3 separate regions of the Mus musculus genome follow, and regions 2 and 3 are each linked to region 1. The links are chromatin contacts, called in public promoter capture Hi-C maps. All regions are on one chromosome and are shown on one strand. The core of a region is the stretch at or near the end of the contact, and the rest is flanking DNA. Distances in the headings are between cores, read along the strand shown. Region 1 holds the start of Plcb1 (phospholipase C, beta 1). Region 2 holds the start of Tmx4 (thioredoxin-related transmembrane protein 4). Region 3 overlaps Plcb1 (phospholipase C, beta 1).

Evidence for each region. Promoter capture Hi-C pulls out the DNA fragments that hold promoters and counts their contacts. Capture Hi-C pulls out chosen DNA fragments and counts their contacts.
Region 2: a contact with region 1 is called in a promoter capture Hi-C map of adipose tissue. The contact joins the promoter of Tmx4 here to the promoter of Plcb1 in region 1. A contact is called at or near these places in 2 of 39 promoter capture datasets (hippocampal neurons and macrophages), 5 of 484 Hi-C or Micro-C datasets (cortical neurons, embryonic stem cells and nephron progenitors), 1 of 115 datasets of contacts at active chromatin or transcription factors (forebrain) and 3 of 9 other capture datasets (adipose tissue, liver and pancreatic islet).
Region 3: a promoter capture Hi-C map of liver shows a contact between it and region 1. The contact joins the enhancer-like site here to the promoter of Plcb1 in region 1. A contact is called at or near these places in 3 of 39 promoter capture datasets (the 3T3-L1 cell line, 3T3-L1-derived adipocytes and liver), 4 of 484 Hi-C or Micro-C datasets (the N1E-115 cell line and uterus), 7 of 115 datasets of contacts at active chromatin or transcription factors (astrocytes, craniofacial prominence, embryonic limb bud and 4 more) and 3 of 9 other capture datasets (adipose tissue, liver and pancreatic islet).

What each region holds. Positions count from the first base shown.
Region 1 is chr2:134,783,525-134,788,015 of GRCm38.p6, forward strand. Plcb1 (phospholipase C, beta 1) reads left to right here and starts at 2,640. Exons shown (of 32, transcript NM_001145830.1): 1 at 2,640-3,107. The coding sequence starts at 3,009.
Region 2 is chr2:134,642,446-134,646,881 of GRCm38.p6, forward strand. Tmx4 (thioredoxin-related transmembrane protein 4) reads right to left here and starts at 1,676. Exons shown (of 8, transcript NM_029148.1): 1 at 1,397-1,676. The coding sequence starts at 1,560.
Region 3 is chr2:134,953,705-134,958,096 of GRCm38.p6, forward strand. All of the region lies in intron 2 of Plcb1 (phospholipase C, beta 1), which reads left to right. Among named protein-coding and RNA genes, the nearest start is that of Gm39941, 38 kb to the left of the region's middle. Within about 2 kb of position 2,892, at least 2 of the 459 cell types and tissues checked have an H3K27ac peak or open chromatin away from gene starts, as enhancers often do. A contact at or near this core is called in liver, where this site is marked.

The DNA.
Region 1 (4,491 bases), core at 1,390-3,889:
CTCGGCCTAAGGTTTCTCTATAGTACCTTTTAGGGAGCAGCCCCAGTCTATCTTGACTCTCTAAGGTACTCCAACTAAAGCTTTCTGCTCAATAATTATTTCAGTGGATGATGAAATAATTGAGGAAAAAACAAGAAAAGGAAAGACCAGAGCAGAACAGAACAACCTGATAGGGCGTGCAGTAAGGATAATTGAGATGGTCTGGAGCCTTGGAAGAAGAGACTTATTACAGTCATTGAAGATAAAGATAAATGTGGATCAGTCTGAGGCCATTGCCTTCTGTGAGGTAGCTAGTGAGTCAAAGCCACTACTTGGAAGTACTATGGCCATCAGATTCATCATGTACTTTGGTATTGCAGGACCAGAATGAAACAAGGCAGTCTTTTAATGTCGCCCCACCTCTCTCTCTCTCTCTCTCTCTCTCTCTCTCTCTCTCTCTCTCTCTCTCTCTCTCTGTGTGTGTGTGTGTGTGTGTGTGTGTGTCAGTATGTGTGTGAAGTTGCTCCAAGATCAAGACAAGGCCTCCAAAGATAACAGGAGTCCAAACTCATTAATTATGATAGTTCCAAGAATATGGCTGGTTTTCTTATCTTATCTATTGATAATCTATCATCTGTCTGTTGATCTATGAATGTATATTTAGGTAACATTTGGGATTTATACCAGAATTCTATACATATCAGGTAAACCACTGGGATTCACCCTTAGATTATTTCTATTTAGTAGTCTTTTGGCTGAGTTTATAAAGTTTGGCCCACAGCGACCTGGTGTACTGGCTGGTTTTATGTGTCAACTTGACACAAGCTAGAGTTATCAGAAAGGAGCCTCCATTGAGGAAATGTCTTCATGAGCTCCAGTTATAAGGGATTATTTTTTTCAATTAGTGATCAATGGGGGAGGTCCCAGCCCATTATGGATGGTGATATCCCTGAGGACTATAAGAAAGCAGGTTGTGCAAGCCATGACGAAGCAAGCCAGTAAGCAGCACTCCTTCATGGCCTCTGCATCAGCAACTCGCTCCAGTTTCTGGCCCTGTCCTGACTTCCTGCAATGATGCATGTAAGCCAAATAAGTCCTGCTCTTCCCAATTTGCTTTTTGGTCATGGTGTTTCATTGCAGCACTAGAACTTGAAAACCAAGTACACAAAGAAAAAAGATTGAAAGCCATCTTTCTCTTCTCTCTCTCTCTCTCTCTCTCTCTCTCTCTCTCTGTGTGTGTGTGTGTGTGTGTGTGTGTGCATGTCCTAGTGTACCAAGGTGTAGGTGTGTAGGTCAGAGGGCAACTTTGAGGAGTCAGTTCTATCCTTCTACCATGTGGAGTTTGAGGATGAAACTCTGGCCATTAGGCTTGCTGGCAAGTGCCTTGACCGTCTAAAACCATTTTACTGGAGTCTCTTCTTCATACTGCTTCTTCTTTTCCAAAACCAACCTTTAGGGCAGTGTTTATTAGAATAAAATTCACTCATTTTATGTGTCTAGTCGTACAAGGTTTGTCAAATGTAAATACGCCGGTACAGAATCTTCCCATCATTCTCAAAGGTTCCCCTTGATGCCAAATTTTGCTCGCTACTGGCCACAGGTACCTGTTCGATCTACTTTCTGTCACCACAGAATACCTGGATTATTTCTACAGACCCTGCAGAGGGCATCTTGTTGCACGCTCTTGTTTGGCTTAAACTTTGTGTGATCATGGATATGTTCTGGAGTCTCTGTCCCTTCTCATCATGGAATAGTTTGGGGAACTTAGAAACTTAACTAAACTTTGTTTTTTTAGTCACCTATTGTTTGACGTTTACAAGTTTCAGTTGCCTTTACCATTGCTGGACAAGTTTCCTTTGGGTATGGTTTCCTTTCTCTTGAGCAAACATCTAGGAGCAGAAGTTTTGGATTGTGTGATACACAAATCTTTAACTTTATTAGTGGTTATTTTCTGAAGTATACTTGCCACTTTATACCCCACCCTCCACCTTTGTGATGGACGGAGATTCTAGATGCTCTACAACCTCTAAAACACTCGACAGTATGAACCTTGTGAGTGAAGATGACATCCCTATACCTATGATTCTATATGACTCCCACCCTGTCCCAGGCCCTGGGCCCCACTCCTTTCATCTTTCTAAGGAATAAAAGCTTTGCTGCCCCCCTCCCCGAGCTTTTTATTTCCTAAACACTGTTTGTGGGCCATCTAGGTTATAGGCTTCAAACTTTCTGGCAGGACAAGTTTTCTCTGGAGTTCTTGAGCTAAACCTCTCAAGTGCTTCTCTATACAAAATAAGAACCCTTTCTTTGAAAAGGCCGGAAAGCACCAGAGAGAAAGAAAGCCTAGGGCTCTCTCCCCGTTCTGCCTCAATGTTCTTCTTTACATACTGGTTAGGATCTGATTAACCACTAACCATATCTTTCCCAGAAAGCCCCCCAAACGCCAGCCTTGGCTAGGGGCACCGGGCATGCTCAGAGGGTGTGCGGCGCAGGCGTCGGCTGCAGTGGGGCCCGGGAGCCGGGAGGTGCCGCTGCGTCCCCGCTTCCCGTTGCTGACCCAGCGCGCAAAGTTGGGCAGGGAGCTGGGGGAGGAGGACCGCGAGCGAGGGTGGCGGAGCAGGGGCGGGAGGAGCGGAGGGAGGAGGGGACCGGAGCGTGTCACTCGCGCGCTCCCTCTGTGCACAGAGGATGTGCTGAATGGTGCGCTTCCAGGCGGCGGCCGAGCAGGATCCAGCGGCGGGCGACTCGCACTGCCCGGCTCTGCTCCTCCGCGTCTCCCGAGGCTCTACAGTCACCGCGGGCTCCAGATCCTGCGTCCCGCCCGGGGCATGGCAGGCTGCTGTACCCTCGCGTGTCGTCCCGCTTACTAAGCGGCGCGGGCCAGAGGTGCGGAGGCCAAGAGGCCGGAGGCCGGCGGGCAGCGAAGCCCAGAGCCTGGTGAATCGAGAGCCAAGCCCGCTCGCGCCCGGAGCTCCGCGTCCCGTCTCCACTGCGCTCGCCCGGGCCGCCCGGAGCCCCGATGAGCCCAGATGGCTGGGGCTCAGCCCGGAGTGCACGCCTTGCAACTCAAGCCCGTGTGCGTGTCCGACAGCCTCAAGAAGGGCACCAAATTCGTCAAGTGGGATGATGTAAGTGAGGGGCGGCGCAGTGGGGTGCGGACCGGGCACCCTAGGGCGGGCTGCGTGGGGGTGGGGCGAGGGGCGCGTTATGCAATGGGGCGCTGGAGCGGGAGCGGGCAGCCTAGGGCGCACAGGTTGCCAGATGCCTGGGTGGGTGGTAGAGGGTGGCAGCTTTCCGCGCGCTCTCCTCCTCCTAGGGGGTTTAGAGTTGACATCTTTGCTGGGTCTGGCCAGCACCTCCTGAGGGACTTAAGTCTTTGGGGCCAGTGGAACCGAAGGGACATGTTTTACCCAGTGACAGGTCCTGAGAGTTTGAAAAGAGCATGAAGTTAGAAGCAGCTGGATAGCGCTGGAGAGTACTAGATGCATCCCCCACCACCTCAGCTAGCTAAGGCATCCTATTACCTCCTTTGCCCTCTTTCAAGAAGTACTAGCTACTATCCAGGTCCCAAACCTTGCAGTTACTGCTAACCCTTGAGCATTTTTTTAAAATGCTGGCCAAGCAGCAGAGGACACAGCAGTACAGCCGACAGGTGGTCGTTGATGCCAAACTTTAGCGCCTGACTGCAGAGTGAGGGGCCTTAGAAAGGGCTGTTGGTGCACACCAGAAACGGATTGGTGAGCAAACTAGTAGCTGTTGGGGCCGAGGAGCGCAGGATGGACTTAGAGACAGGGCCAGGTTTTGAAAAACAAGCTTGCTTAGGTCTTCACTTTGAAATAGACCCACAACTTCACCCTCCGGTTTACTTGCACCCGTTGCTGTATAGGAGAGATCCTGGCCGGCTCCAGGACTTCCTATGACCTCTCCCTTCCCTCCACCCTAGTTACCTTCAGAACACTTGAAGGCTTCTGACAGAAACCTCCAATGGAATGCACATTACCCTATCGATGTGGCTTCCTGGGTGTCATCCAATGGGTTTGATAAGAACCACTCACCCGAATAAACCTGAGCTGTCAGGATCTAAAGAGATTCCAGTCCTAATGATTAACACATCTCCTATCAGGAGCAACTGTAGGAGAATGAACCCGTCTTCTAACTGAAATGATTTCCCACCTCCGTAAATTACAGCCTGTTATCCTTCCGGGTATTTTACTTTAATCTTCTTAAGCCAATTTCCAGTGTCTGAAAACAATTTAAATATTCCAGGTAGTGAATCCAATTACTTAGATGAGTGCATCCGTGTCTATATTTTGTCCAGTTGGAAGCGCAAACTGAACTTGCAGTATGAGCAGAGCCACAGCCTCCTTGAAATCTCTTGCCAATTACCAAATGATGGAGGCAAGGATGTAAACACACCCTCTTTACCAAGGGCTTTGCACTTGTCTCCTTTCTGTCCCAGTCTAATTGGACCGGAGGCTGTTATAAATGGAATAGAATCGAAACAATAAATCA
Region 2 (4,436 bases), core at 426-2,925, 140 kb before region 1:
AAACCATCTAGATAAACACCTGAATAAGGACCTTTGAAATGACAGTAATATCTATAGAAATAGCTGACAAAAGCTGTTTCTCAAAGCTCTGAAATAATGCCAGCTTGGCAGTGCTAACATAAAGCTTACTGTTTTTAACTCTAGCATTCAAGAGGCAGTGACAGGCTGATTTCTGTGACTTGGAGGGCACTCAGGTCTACACAGCCAGATCCAATCTAGCCAGAAATACATAGTGATACCCTATCAAATAAAAGAAAAAGACATTTCTCTCAAATAAGATAGGCCCTCATTTCCATCCAAATAGGTTATTCATATCCATAGCCTTATAGTTTTACTGATCTGATGATTTAACTGGAGTACTGCATTTTGAGGTCTAGATAGCGCCTTAGTTTGAGGGGATAAGTACCCATTATGTTCTTTAATTTACATATTTTTTACCCTGATTTCAGGCATCTACTTACAATCTGAACTGAAGAATTCCAAATGTGCCCTTGGATAAGTTTTTTAAAAAAATACAATTTTGAGAATATCTATATCCTCAACATAAAATTAATTACCAAATGGTAGTGATAAATCTGTATTGCCTGAGACCACCAGCTATGGTAAAGTGGTCTCATAAATTATGTTCCCAGACATTTTTTCATTTTCCCTGGATGCCCATGAGTCTATGAGCCTTTTCAGATGACTGCCCCCTTCCCTGGTATTAATTTTATATTACAATCAACATAAATCCCTTCCCTTTGTCCTGACAGCTTCACATAACCTTCGTGCATGGCACTACGCACCACTTACAGACTTCTGTTCTTCAAAGGGGGCTACTTGTTATTGCCCTTTATGCCTTTGGCGCAGTCCAATTATGATACTGGCTCAAAAGTCCTACCTCTAAAAATTATGGCGTCGGAATTTAATTTCTTTTTTAATTTAGCCACCCGTGTTTATGCTTTTGCCCCACAAGGACATCTCAAGGTCTTCCAAAGGAAAAGTGGTATTTCACACAAACTGGTCTTCCTTCCCTGTTGCAATGGTGTATTTCAACACACCTTACCTAGCTGTATGCATGCCTGAATAGCTGCTCCTTTTCTAATATGGCTATACCTCTGAGGACTTATGGTTTTCTTCCCCCTTTCCGACTCCTCCCCCTGGTGAACTGCCTCCTCCATTTCTAAAACACTTCTGGCCTAATGCAATGGTGAAAGCGGCTAAGGATGCAGGCTTTGCTTCTTCATCCGCAGCCTGACAGCGCAGGGCAGGCAATGTGCGCATGCTCATTGCGAAGGCCGCAGCCCGCCGCCGCAGGTGCTGGCAGGCAGGGACGTCGCGGCCCGGGTCTAGCCCGGGTTAGGACAACGGGCACCGCGAGGACGAAGCGACGTGCGGGGTGGGTGGGGACACTCACAATTTCAGCATCCACTCGCCCTCCATCACCAGCGTCCAGTTGGAGGCGGTCATGGGCTGCACACGGCTCTCCTCGGCCGGCAGCGCGGCCTGCTCGAGACCCTCGGCCGCTGCCGCTGCGAGCCAGGCGGCCAGGAGTACCGGGACGCAGAAGCCGCCTGTCATGGTGGCGCCTGTGAGGTAGCTCAGCTCTCTGAGGGCGGGGAGCAGTGGCTGGGCTTCTCACCCCAAGCAACCGCCTTCACAGAGGTCTGAGGAGAGGCCAACCCGCCTCTGCGCCGTGCTCCGAGCCACGCCTGCCGCGCCTCCCTCAGCCTCTTATCTGCCCGCCCGGCAAGGCCACGCCCAGCCACCCTGACCACGCCCCCAACGCACTGTGGGAAGGCGGTTGCCAAAGCAACCGTCTGCAGTTTCCCAAGGCAACGGCCTGCTCTTCCTGCTGACTGTCTGGCTGAAAATATACAAATGACCCAATGCTGTTTTACCGACTGCTTGCTGTTTCTCTAAAGGGAAACGTGGCCATTGGCTAAATAAACCCATCCCCCATTTCATGTTAACAAAAATATCCAAGAATTGTGGAGTGGACCATGGCGACTGAAGGGAAGGACAATTAAAAAGCTCTCTGCATGCACACACTACTGGAGCAGCCTTGCCCAAACAGATAAAACTAGATTAATTATAAATCTAGATAATGCAGCCTTTTAAAAAATAATTTTTAAAAATATTTTATAGACTTTTAAAACACATGTATTAACAAAATGAATCTGTTCCTATTGCTACTTGCAGTGAAATGGACACCATTTTTCTTCCAGCTACAACTTTGTCAGAGTCATACATGATTTCTGTGGATTTACAGATACACATTAGACGAATCTGTACCCTGGAACTACCACACCTTGGTGTAACACAACTGGAGGGCCCATGAGCTTATTTAGGTGTCTAAATTGTAAAATTCAGTGGTGCAGCTAATATACCTACAAATGTGATTTCTGTTCCTAGCATAAAACACAGCTATGCAATTCAGAGTACTTGAGAGTACTTAACGTCAGCCTCTAGTCCGTAATATAGAAAAGATCAAGTTTGCATGCAGAGGTGTTGTCTTGTTGTCTGGATAAAATGTTATAGTGTGCACATTGAGCCTACAATGCTGGTAGAAAGTATTTTACTGTGCTTATAAAATATTCATAAACAGAAAGTCTATCATTTTCATTGTAGCATTTTTAGCACAGAGACAGAGACAGAAACAGAGAAAGGGGTGAATAAATGGAATGCTTATGCTTAGAATTAACTGGCTTTAGAGCATGGGGGTGGGGCTGAAGGTACAAAGAGCAAGAGTGATGCAAGTTTAGTCAGTGTTGAAGCTAATCGCATCTTTTTCATGTATACATTAGTTGGAAATGAGAAATCAAAGAAGCTCAAGAGGCACAGAAGAAAACATTAGTAATGCATTTCTCATGTCTAGCAGAGATTGTTTCCAGAACAATCCCATCTCCTGCATTTCGGATGAAAGAGGAGGATGCTCAGAGGATTACGCAAGGATTGTAGGAGGGGCTTTCCTTCTAGGAAGCACAGAGTAGGATAGGGGCATAGCTGCCTGCCCCTGCTATGGCATCTGGGTCGCTGTGCTTCCTAGCCACAAGATCTAGGAGGAAAAAAAGACTAGCTCTGTTTCAATACAGCTGATGTTAAAACATGCTCTGAAAGGTAGCTGTGTAGATGATAGAAGTATAATTTGCATGGCACAACTCAGGAGAGCTGGTTTCTATTTGTAGGCAACAGCATACTATAGCATTGATAAGGCTCTATATTTTCAAAGTCAAAATCATTTAGCTGTCACATGGTCTCCTTCGGAATGCAGCTTTGTTTTTGCTCAACATTCCCATAAGCCCCTGTGCTCCAGTAACAAAAAGCTATGTCTATGTCCTGTTGCTGAAGCACATTCTGCTTTGTTTCCTTATCTCTCCATTCTTCTACTGCTCTTCTGCCTCCCACCACAAAGCTCACACTGTTCCTGCAACAGCCCGGGCAGAATGGAGTTGCTAATTTCAAAACCAATAGCTGTCTGTCTCTATCACACCTCTGTCCCATGCGACAATGACACTTCCTTATCACCCCATGGTCTTCTCTCTTCTCCAAAGGCAACTGAGAACTGTCCAAGGTTATGGAGTTACTTTTGTGTCTCCTATAGGGTGGATTCTTTTTTTTTTTTAATGAAAAATAAATTTATTACGTAACACCTTGTTTTTAACAATGTTCAATTTATTTTATTCAGAATTCTTGTGTCATTCATGTAAAATAGTTTGATGCAGTACATTGTATGTTATAGCTTTTTATTTTCCCTATAGGGTAGATTCTTATAGCAGTGCTTGGCAGACAGTTTCTGGCATGACTCTGAAGGTCACTCAATTCCTGATATTCAGAACCATGTGTGTCTTTCTCTCTTCTTGAGTGTGAGTTGGGCTAGTGACTCACTCCTAAGTCCTAAAATGCAACAGAAGTTATGGGTTAGATCTTCCCCAATAAGATAACAAAAGCCCAGGGACTTCTATCCTGCCGACACTCTTTGTTCTCGCCTACTCATTTTGATACCATGTTTAGGGGCAACAGAGGGAGGCCTCAAACCAACATCCCACAAGGAACAGAGGCCTTTGTACAATAGCCTGCTGGGAACTAGATCTCGGGGACAGCAATGTAAATGACCAAAATGGGTATCCTTCCCCAGTTCTTGGGAGAGGGCACAGCCTGATAGGTGATCCAGAGCTTCAAGCTGAAGGTCAGGTGGGTCCTATATGTAAGAAACTGAGATGTTCAATGTAATTTTAAGCTACCAAGATTCAGAATAAATTGTAACACACATCATTTTCTTAAGTTTGCAGGCACTGTTTGACTAGGTTGGTACTGTACCCCCCTGGCAGAAAGGAAGATACTCTAAGAGACTCTGTGTGTCTCTCAATGGGACTATCCAAATATTGAATCAATGTTACCCCTTCCCCCCAGACAAAGGGGGGATTTCCCAAGGAATCTCAAGCTGGAGAAGGGTA
Region 3 (4,392 bases), core at 1,642-4,141, 170 kb after region 1:
ATATATGTATATATGTCTAAGTTCCCATAGTAACAAGGATTTATGATGTCTCTAATGATTCTAATAGGATTAACCAGAATAAAAATATTAGTTAAAAATAACAGTGAGAAATAACTAAGCACATTTTACATGCTAGGCACCCCTCTAAGGGCTTGTTATTTAAAATAAACACAGACTTAAAAAATAGGCACTGTTATTATTAAGTAACAGACCCAAAGTCACTCAGCTAGAATGTGTTAAAATTAGGATTCAAACCCAGCTTCAGTTGTGTGTTTGTTCATGTATATGTATGTATATGTGTGTATACACACACACACACACACACACACACACACACACACACACACACACACACGGAAGCTAGATCACTACTGCTAATGCTGTTCCTTGGGTGTTCTGCATCTTACTTTTGAGACAGATTTGTTACTTGCTTGAAACTCTCTAAGTAGGCTAGGCCGGCCAGCCAATGAATCCCTGTCTCCTATATCCAGCACTGGAGTACAAGAGCATGCCTCTATGGCTGGAATTTTTAGAAAGCATCTTTATTTTTTTTTTAATGTCTTTGGTGTTTTGCCTGTGCTCATGTCTGTGTATCATGTGCGTACCTGCTGCCTGTGGAGGTCAGAAGAGGGTCCTGGATCCCCTGGAACTGCAGTTAAAGAAGATTCTGCGCTGTCCTGTTGTTCTGAGCTCTCTGGAAGAGGAATCAGTGCTCTTAACCTCTGGGTCATCTCTCTGCTCACCCCTAGCAGTTTTTTTAAAGTGAGTTCTAGGACTCACACTCAGGCCTTGCAAGGCAAGCACTTTCTGACTAACCTGTCTCCTTAACCTCCTCCCTCATTTCAGTTGGGAGTCTCAACTCTTAAAGCTGTATTGGGACAATTTTCTGGAAATCATAGGTGCAAAATAAGATTCTCTTTTAAAGTTGGTATAGAAAATGGGTTTTCCATTGTATTGTCTTGAGAAGTCAATGGTGGTTAACAGGATTTTTTTTTTAATCAAAAATGTTAACCTTTGAGAACATATGTGTCACGCCCACTGTATAACATGAAATCACATGCCATCTCTTGGAATAAACAAATTGCTCTTACTTAAAAATAGTCCTTGTAAGATGCACATGAGAATTGTATAAATGAAGACTTTTCTCTTGCTCCCAAATGCTGTTTCTATACTGACTTGAGTGAAGTTCGTTTGCCAGGTTTACCTGATGCTCAAGACCCTCCATACTTCCCAGGATTAGGAGTGGGGGCAATTGAGATAAGCAATTCCTTTTACAAGACAAACTTCAAGTAAGTCTTTGAAACTTTTTGCTATAGGAGAATGTAAAGGGGTACATTTAGTGAGAAAGAGTGAGTTCAGTGCATCCTGAGGTCATATTCTTCTCCCAGCAAGGTCTTCCCATTCCCGCAGACTGTGTCTCTTGCTGGAAGTTGGACAGGAGGCTGAGCAATGAGGAATGGCTAGTGCCAAGAAGGTTCCTGAGAGCAACTGTGTTTTCTGAGAAGACAGCTATGGATACTGGAGGGTTCAGGATTGAGAGACGTGGCCAAACTTCCCAGGGATTTGTAGGTCTAAAAGTTATGATGCAGGTTTTCTATTTTCCACATGCTTAAATCTGTCATGTCCTGACAGTCAATGAACATCCATGGTTCTCATATAGCTGAACACATGCTTATACCTGAAAGGTATGTTAATTACTTATGGGTTCACTCATAAAGAAATTTCAAGTACTGTTGCTTTTCTCCATAGGTCTGTATTCTGTCAGCAGTACTGTACCATCCTAATAATTTTGCTAAGTTAGTAGTATACATTCTTTTATTAATACTGTACTGTCTTACAAGAATGAAGTACTACAGTGGTCTGACTCCGGGAGAATTCTAAAGTAGAAAGTGCAGAACCTGTTGAGTAATTCTATGTTTTGTGATGTATGAAAGGAGATGACCATCTGGGACAGGGATAACTAACTTAGAAGTCTCTGATAAAGAGAGCTGGGTTTGCATTGTTTTTACCCAGTTGTCAGAAAAGAATTGAGTCTTTTCTTGTATGCTAGTGGCTCTGCTTGATATAACTTATCTAAATGAATGTGCACATCTCAAATGTATCATTCAGTGAATGTGAACAGTAGCATACAGCTGTGTAACTGTAATGTAGCTCCTCACAGAACATTTTCAGCCTTCCAGAAAATTCTTGTGTGCCTCTGCATTCAGCACCTCTCAGCCCTCCACTTAGAAGACACCTAGAAAGAGTGAAGATCCGTGACCTACCCAGCATCTGGGTGTTCTCGCTTGTCAACCGAGTTGAATCAATGTCTTGGTCATCGTTTTTGTTTGTCACTCAACACAGTGGTCTTAAATTTCATTCTGGTTACTGCCAAGTTGCATTGCTCATTTTTATTGCCATGTAGCACTCCTTATATGATTTTACTACAGTGTGCTTGTCTTTCTTTTGGTGAGGGATGCTTCAGTTGTTTGCAGTTTGGGGTTAGTGTGACTAAAGCTGCCATTATCAATCTTAGCACTGGTCCAATGTGGATGTGTTGTCTTCTTTCTCAAGCAATTACATAGGCATGGGCTTGTTGAATCACAGGGCATGTGCCTGTTAAAGTTACCAGAATCTCCCAGCTTTCTGAAATGTTAGTGTCACTGTATAGATTCATCAGGTGTTCATGAGAGAATAAGAGTGGTTGTAATCACAGTCCTGATCACTTCCACCGTCTCTTATCAAGATGTTGGGAGAGGTCACCAGGATGAGGCTGGCGGGGATGGTGCTAGAAAGGTAATGGGTCCTTCTGCAGACAGCAGGACAGGCATATTTACTGCTTGAACTCCTCCACCAGCAACTTCTGCCAACCTTCCATTAAGAGTTACACCATCACCGCTGGCTGTATTACAAAATTAATTCCTGGACTGGTTTTCAGACCACCTGCACCTTGATCTCTTGCTGAACACCCACACTAGACTCTTGTTGCTTCACAAACTCTCTTCTGCATTTGGTAATTTTCTTGGTTGATCCACATATCCTCGAAGCTTCCTAGTTACAACATATCTCCCTAAATAGGTGTACACTGACAGCTCCCGGCCTCTGTTTGCCTGTACCAAGGCCCTAGGAGTGACTTAATGTCTACAAAGGACTCAGCTCAGGATCTAACACAAAACAGGAGCTCAGCAAAGGCTGAGTATGAGTCTTTCCATCATGGTATTTTCTGACTTTCTTCTTATAAATGAGTAGAACAGACCTCCATCCTGAGTCCAAGTCTCTTAATGTATAATCCTAGTAAAAGACTCTCCTGGGAATTAGTGATTTTTAAAAGGGCTGGGAAGAACTAACTATGTGTAAGCCTTCCCTGTAAGAAGGGAGCATGAGAGGTGCTGTATTGACAGCAGGGATAACAACTTCAACAAGCAGTAAATTTGCTGGCAACATGCTCTAGAATTTTCTGTCCACGGTTCTTTTTTCCTTTTTTTTTCCTTTCCTTTCCTTTCCTTTCCTTTCCTTTCCTTTCCTTTCCTTTCCTTTCCTTTCCTTTCCTTTCCTTTCCTTTCCTTTCCTTCCCCTTTCCCTTTCCCTTCCCCTTCCCCTTCCCCTTCCTCTTTCCCTTCCCCTTCCCTTCCCTTTCCCTTCCCCTTTCCCTTCCCCTTTCCCCTTCCCCTTCCCCTTCCCCTTTCCCTTCCCCTTCCCTTCCCTTTCCCTTCCCCTTTCCCTTCCCCTTTCCCCTTCCCCTTCCCCTTCCCCTTTCCCTTCCCCTTTCCCCTTCCCCTTCCCCTTCCCCTTCCCCTTCCCCTTCCCCTTCCCCTTCCCCTTCCCCTTTCCCTTTCCCTTCCCTTCCCTTTCCTCTTCTTTATCATTTTCTTTGTTTACATCTCAACTGTTATCCCCCTTCCTGATATCCCCTCTACAATCCTCCCACTCCATCCCCTTCCCATTTGCCTCTATGAGGGTGCTCTTCCACCCATTCACCCAATCCCGCCTCACTGCTCTAGTATTCCCTTTAACTGGGGTATCAAGCCTCCACAGGACCAAGGGCCTTCCTTCTTCTTGATGCTAGATAAGGCCATCCTCTATTACATATGTAGCTGGAGTCCTGGAGTCCTCCAGTTTGGTTGGTGGTTTAGTCCCTGGGAGCTGTGGCTAGTCCCATTAGTTGATAATGCTCTTTCTATGGGGTTGCAATCCCCTTCAGCTCCTTCAGTTCTTCTCCTAGCTCTCCCACTGGGGTCCTTGGGTTCAGTCTGAGGGTTGGCTGTGAGCATCTGCATCAGTCTTAGTCAGGTGCTGGCAGAGCTTCTCAGGGGAAGCCATACCAGGCTCCTGTCAGTATTTCTTAGCATCAGCAATAGTGTCGGGCGTTTGATGTCTGCCGACTGGATGAATCCCTAGGTAGAGCAATATCTG